Linked DNA regions of Sus scrofa: region 1 is linked to region 2. A link is a contact called in public HiChIP or PLAC-seq data. All regions are on one chromosome and are shown on one strand. The core of a region is the stretch at or near the end of the contact, and the rest is flanking DNA. Distances in the headings are between cores, read along the strand shown.

Region 1 (2,793 bases), core at 63-2,562, 300 kb after region 2:
TCCTTCACAGGAATGACATGAGATAGCATATTTGAGAAAAATATACCTTTAAAACTCTGAAGCCCTACAGATGGATTATTTTTGTTTTTGTTTTATGCATGTTAATTTTTATAACCAGCACCAGTCACTGATTCTTGGTGTCCTGTTGGGGGAATTGTATAAACCCAGAGTCACAGGTGGAAGTCCACAGGTTGAATTGGTCCCTTGTTTTTTATTTGATTTGCTAGCCTAAGGTTTAAGACGTTGAGAACTTTTAGGCTTTTGCATTGTATGTGTTCTGTTTGAGTCAGTTCCTACCCTCCTCTCATTTCAATGCTGTATGTGACCTGCTGGCCCTGGAAGGCCCCTGGGTCTGGACACTGCCTGCTACCCCCGGGGCAGCCTCTGTTTGTTGATCCCCTGAGTGGGAGAACAGCCCATTCTGCTACCTCTGATGGGCTTTCCGCAAGCATCCCACGAGCTAGTGGACTCAGCAGTGCTTCCTAAACAGGGAAGCCACTGGAGAAACATGTTGGCGACAACTCCTTTCTTTGCTGAAAAAGGAAAGGAGGGAGGCTGAGGTGAGGGTGGTATTGAGTCGACAGAAAAATGATAAAAATATTTCGGCTGACGAAGCAGAAGGAGGCTTCACATATAAGCTAAAGAGAAAAAAAATGGAGTCAGGTGATGTGCCGCTTCCTCGGTCTGCTCTGGAAAACACAGGGACACTTGGCATTCTAGGGAAGCCAGTTCTGTGCCCGTGGTGGGATCGCCAGGTCCAAGGAGGGACCCAGGGAGAAAGGAAATCTGCCATCTCCCCCATGGGTGGAAATGACTGCTGCCAAGCGGAGGAGGTCCGAGTGTCCCTTGGCAAGCCCCCTGGCTTGCGGTTTGCTGGTAATGTTCAAAGTCAGAAGCTGTTTTGGCTCCCTTTCTGGCTGTGTTATTGTCCAAGACAGCACGCCCGAGGGGCTAGCCGTTCGGCCTCTCAGCTTTGAGCCTCTGCCTGGATGAATTCCCACCAGCCCCAACATTCTTGTAGAGAATTGAGGATGGGAATTTTTATGGGGAGAAATTTGGGGGAGAACGTAGATCTTGTATTTGGGGCTCAGAGTTTTACCTGACATGTGGACATAGCCAGGGCCCTTGGAATACCCAGAGAGAATGGAGGAAGATGGTTTTGGAGGCTGGAGATTTTTTTTTTTTTTTTTTTGGTTTTAATTTCATCAGCTGGGAAAAAAATACCTATAAAAACTTAAGTGCATTTCTGTGGGTGTTTCTTCTAATGTATGCTGGAAAGGCAGAAAGTGAAACTGATCTGAAATAAAACTGAAACTGGCCTGAAATGAGGCCCCAGGGAAGGCAGGCTTCCCTGGGGTGCTGCTAGCTGAGGTGGTGGAATGTGTGGTGAAGCTGGTCTTTTTGGATCAGAGGGCTCTAGTGCTAAAAAGGTTCATGGGGATTATCCAAGTCGGTGCCATCCCGTATGTGTTGATAACCACCAGCCACATGTGGCTGTTGAGCAGTTAAAATGCGTGGCCTGAATTGAGATGCACTGTGAGTGTAAAATTCACACTGGGTTTTGTTAAGTTAAATTAATTAATTAATTGATGGAACTATAATTTTCTCTTCTCTAGGTCTGGATCTTAAAGACTTACTAGGTAAAAGTATAGACGATCACAGTCCTTTTTTAAAATACAGGTTGACATGATAGCATTTTATATATTGAGTTATATATACAAATATATTGATATATTGATGGCATTTTATATATTGAGTTAAAGGAGATGGATTGTGAAAAATAATTTTGTGTGTTTTTTAACTTTCACTTTTTGACAGTGTGGCTCCTAGAAAATCTGATATTGCCCATGTGGCCCATGATATTTCCATTGGACAGTGCTGATTTAAGGCCACCTGCATGCTCCAGAGAGCGGAGTAGCTGGCTCAGGGTCACAGGGCAGCTTCATCTGGTCACTGGACAGACCACAAGGCTCAGAGTTTGGGATCGAGCAGGAAGGATGATGTTGCAATGTAGGCATCAGCATAACTAAATGGTTAAATGGAGGCTTAATGGGAACTTGAGAGGGGGACGGACAGACAGAGAGAAAGACATATTAGTAATTCGGGGGAAAAAATTACCCACTTTGCTTATCCATTGTCCTAAACACGAGTTAAACACTCTGGAAGAAAGCAGACCTAACAAGATGAACAAAAACAAATCGAAAAGATTACCCCTGACAATTACTCTGCTTGCTGAAAACAATTTCAGTCTGCTCAGTCTTTAACTAGGGTCCTTTTGAATCAGAGTACAGTTCAGAGCTGGTTCGGGCGTAGAAACCCAGGTCACATTAAGGGCTATGGGTCTGGGGTCCCAGAGGGCTGGAAGCCATTCTCTTGTAAGTCGTGTCTACTCCTTGTAATGATTTGGGAGGCATGCCTTCTAGAAAACCCAGAGGACATCTAGCCATAGTGGACAGAGCCGGCAGGTGGGGAGGTTAGCCAGCTGCCCTGGCATAGAGACCTGGAGGAGGGTGACTAACCTTAGGGAGAGCTGCAAAGTTAAGCTTGTATCCGGGTCTGACTTTCCAGCCTGGTTCTCCTGCTTAGTGTTTTGAAAGGATTTTAAGCGGTGTGTTGGAAATTCAACCTTACACATTTTTGTTCTTTCATCAGGAACTTTTTTCCATCAGAAGGCTCGAGTTTAGCATTCCTATTTATCTCACTTGATTTTTTTACAAAGTAGAATTTGTCTGCCTTGAACTATAATCATTGCACAGTTGTGGGCTTACTGTATGTCTGTCAGGCACTGGGCTA
Region 2 (3,116 bases), core at 234-2,733:
CAGGCCTCTGCGTGTCATACCTGGCACCCTTTCCCAGCCTGTTCCGAGCCCTGCATTGGATTGGGAAGCGGATTTGATTAGATCCTAAACAACAGCTCCATTTAGAGGGCCTGGTTCATTTCCTGTGTGCTTCTAGCAGGCGAAACACGCACAGAATTAACCCTGGTCCAGCCACGCCAAGGAAGTGGCGGATGGGAGAGACACGCTCCCCGTGGAAGGGGAAGAGCCGCGGCGAGCGCTCTGGACCCAGGGCCCTGGGTGAGCAGGCTGGTCCCTGGGGTGCCTTGGCTGGGTGCTTCTCACCCTCACCTGTTGTAACAACTGCCTTTTTGGGTGTCCGAGGCTGCCTGCACTTCCTCCATCAGACCACTCACCACGTTCACTAAGGCCAGTTGTTCAGCCTCTGTTTTTCTGCTCAGCTGAGGGCAGGGATTGTGTCTGACTTGGTCTCTGCTGTCCCCACCCCTATCCCAGGGTCTAACTCAGTGCCTGGAGAATGAATGAGGGCATGTATGAAGCCAGTCCCAGCCCTCCGCCTGCCCTACGGCCTGCCCAGAGCAGTCATACCTAGGGCTCTGCATGGGTCATTCTGTCGCTCACAGGACGGTCCCACGGCCCGGCATTGGCGTCCCTTCTGTAACCTGGCTCTCCTCTTTATCTCCTGTCCTAATTCTCTCACTCGCCACCCTGTGTCCCAGGTTTCTGAGATTTCCTGTTTCAGAGGCTCCCTTCCCTTGAGGTACTGGCACCCCTGCTTTCCTAGGAACACAGGCCTGGCCAGACCTACTCAGAGGCACACACAAGCCCATCCAGGGGCTGGGGAGGGAACCAGTGAGCTCTGGTCTCATGTGGGTCGGGCCCAGGTGCAGGGCCTCTGGTGGCAGGGCTCATAGCCTGCTCCCCCTCCGTCTAGACCCCAAGGACCCGAGTGGTGGGGAGAGACCCTTGGCCAGGACACATGAGTTCTAAAACTGGATCTTCGGTAATTCCCTTAGGCTCTGGGACCTCAGATTCCCTATCTCTAAGACAAGGGGAGACTAATAATTGCTACCAGTTTATCAAATGCCTCTCTGGGGCTGGCCGTGAAGAGCACGAGCTTAGTCCTCTGAGTCTGGTGTGATAGCCCGGCTCTGTTCCACATAAGGAAGCAGACTCTCGGAATAGCCAGAGGCTTGTCCATCTTCTCACCCAGCTTGGAGCGGACACTGCTGGAATGAGAACCAAGTCGGAGCAGGGTGTCTGAGCAGGAAATGCTGGGCGCTCAGTGAGCTCTGGGTCCTGGGTGGTTTCTCAGGTACCCTGGGGCGGGGGCCCTCTGGGGACAGAGGCACTTCCCCTCCTAGCTTTGTTTGGTTTGGCCTTGGTTTAGGGCAGGATTGGCAGAGGCAGGCTGACTTGCATTTCTGGTTTTGGGTCTGTTGCTGCACTTTCCCCGAGGGGTGGGCGGGCTCTGGCCACAGTCACTGCTGGTACCTCCGCCCCCATGCCCCCAGGAAAGGGGAAATGCTGCTGCTTCCCTCTGAGGGCCCAGGGCCAGGCCCCGGGGCATGGGGGCACCATTTCTGTTTCTTTCATCTGTCTTTCCAGATGGGGGTTTCTGGCCAGGGGACTGGGCTGCTCTGGGCCTGAGATCTGAAGTGAGCTTGGATGAAGGAGCCAGAGGCCTGGCTCTAACCCCAGCCCAGCCCTGCGGGTACATGTACCTTTGGGCAAGTCCCTAGGTCACATCCAGGCTGGGCCCTCTGTCTTCCTGTCAGTTCAGTGGAGGGTCTCTCTGATCCCTTGGGAACAAACTAAGGTTCCCAGGTGAGATTCCTGGACTGGGGCTCCGGGTATCCCAATCGCCAACTTCCATTCAGGGGCTGACAGTTTGTTTCTAGGGGTGTGTGGGAAGATGGGCCACTGTTTGAGTTTGGGACCATAGCTGTAATCACCATGACTACTGCCACCATCGTTATCCCGTTTCAGAGCTTTTACTTTTTATAGTCACTCTCCTGGTGTGTCACTGGGTCACATTGGTCATCCCACGTCGTAGGTGGAGACCCTGAGGCCCAGAGGGTTCCATGACTGACTCTGTCTGGCGCTGCCATGTAATTCTAGCTTGGCCCCTGCTCCTCGCTGGCCCTCAGCCTCCGCACCTGTGCAGTGGGGATTTGGGCTTGCTGACGTTCTAGGGTCGGAGGCAGTAAAGTCTGAGGGGTTCCCGGGTGGAGTCATCATCCAGCTGCAGGCAGGATTTCAGGGCAGGAAGTCCTCGGGGCAAGTGGGCCCCTGTCATTGGCTGTCCTGGGAACCAGACCCTGGCCAAGTCCTCCTAAGGCATTCTCCAGAGGCGTCCCCTCCCGGCTCAACACCTCTCCCTGCTGCTCTGGGGGTGGCGGTGAGGTAGGGAGGGCTTTCACTTGACTGCTTCCAGGTGGTGGCTTTTGCCCACACTCCTTTCACATCCGCTCTGGTGCTCCCAGATGCCACGGTGACCCCAGCATATGTGTGTGGCACCCTGCAGCTGCCTTGAGCTTTGGCTGGGCTGTTTATTCCCAGATGTGAGGCCCGGCTGGCCAAGGGCTTACATAAGTTCCCAGCTGCAGGCGTAGCCTTTCAGTTTCTGGCAGCTGTGCAGTAGTGGATAGCGGTGGGCTCAGCTTCCTCATCTGTCACATGGACATGAGCGGTTTTTACCATAAGAGCTCTTAACCTATGCTCTGAAGGACTCACCCCTGAAGTTCTCTGCCCGTGTGCGTTTGTCCCCTTGGATCTGTGCAGTTCCCAGGAACGTGTGGCATCTTTCTCTTCATTGTTCTGGGTGTTATGGCCTCTTCGTGGCATCTGGGCTCTGCGTAGTTCCAGGTCCAGCATTTCAAGTCCTTGACTACGATGAGTGGCCTAGCCTAGCCCCGGCCTGGGACACCCCTGACTTTCTTGGAGCCCTGGTTTTCCTGTGAGAGCTTCTTCTCAGACTCCCCCGAGGGTATGCTTTTTCCCTGTGCAATGAATCTGCAGGAACCCAGCAAAACCTCCAAGGGTTCTGAGGGTGGTGTGAGAGGCAGGAAATGCTTCCTTTTTATATATGGAACTTCTCTGAGGTTCCTCCAAGCACAGTTTAAAAATCACTGGGT

What was found. HiChIP or PLAC-seq counts read pairs in DNA pulled down with a chosen protein or histone mark.
Region 1: an H3K27ac HiChIP or PLAC-seq map of alveolar macrophages shows a contact between it and region 2. The contact joins two enhancer-like sites. A contact is called at or near these places in 1 of 47 Hi-C or Micro-C datasets (mesenteric adipose tissue) and 1 of 2 datasets of contacts at active chromatin or transcription factors (alveolar macrophages).

What each region holds. Positions count from the first base shown.
Region 1 is chr1:254,487,184-254,489,976 of Sscrofa11.1, forward strand. The region is part of intron 1 of ZNF618 (zinc finger protein 618); the gene reads left to right. Among named protein-coding and RNA genes, the nearest start is that of ZNF618, 11 kb to the left of the region's middle. Within about 2 kb of position 1,313, at least 24 of the 83 cell types and tissues checked have an H3K27ac peak or open chromatin away from gene starts, as enhancers often do. A contact at or near this core is called in alveolar macrophages, where this site is marked.
Region 2 is chr1:254,189,213-254,192,328 of Sscrofa11.1, forward strand. The region is part of intron 17 of RGS3 (regulator of G-protein signaling 3); the gene reads left to right. Among named protein-coding and RNA genes, the nearest start is that of MIR378B, 55 kb to the left of the region's middle. Within about 2 kb of position 1,484, at least 21 of the 83 cell types and tissues checked have an H3K27ac peak or open chromatin away from gene starts, as enhancers often do. A contact at or near this core is called in alveolar macrophages, where this site is marked.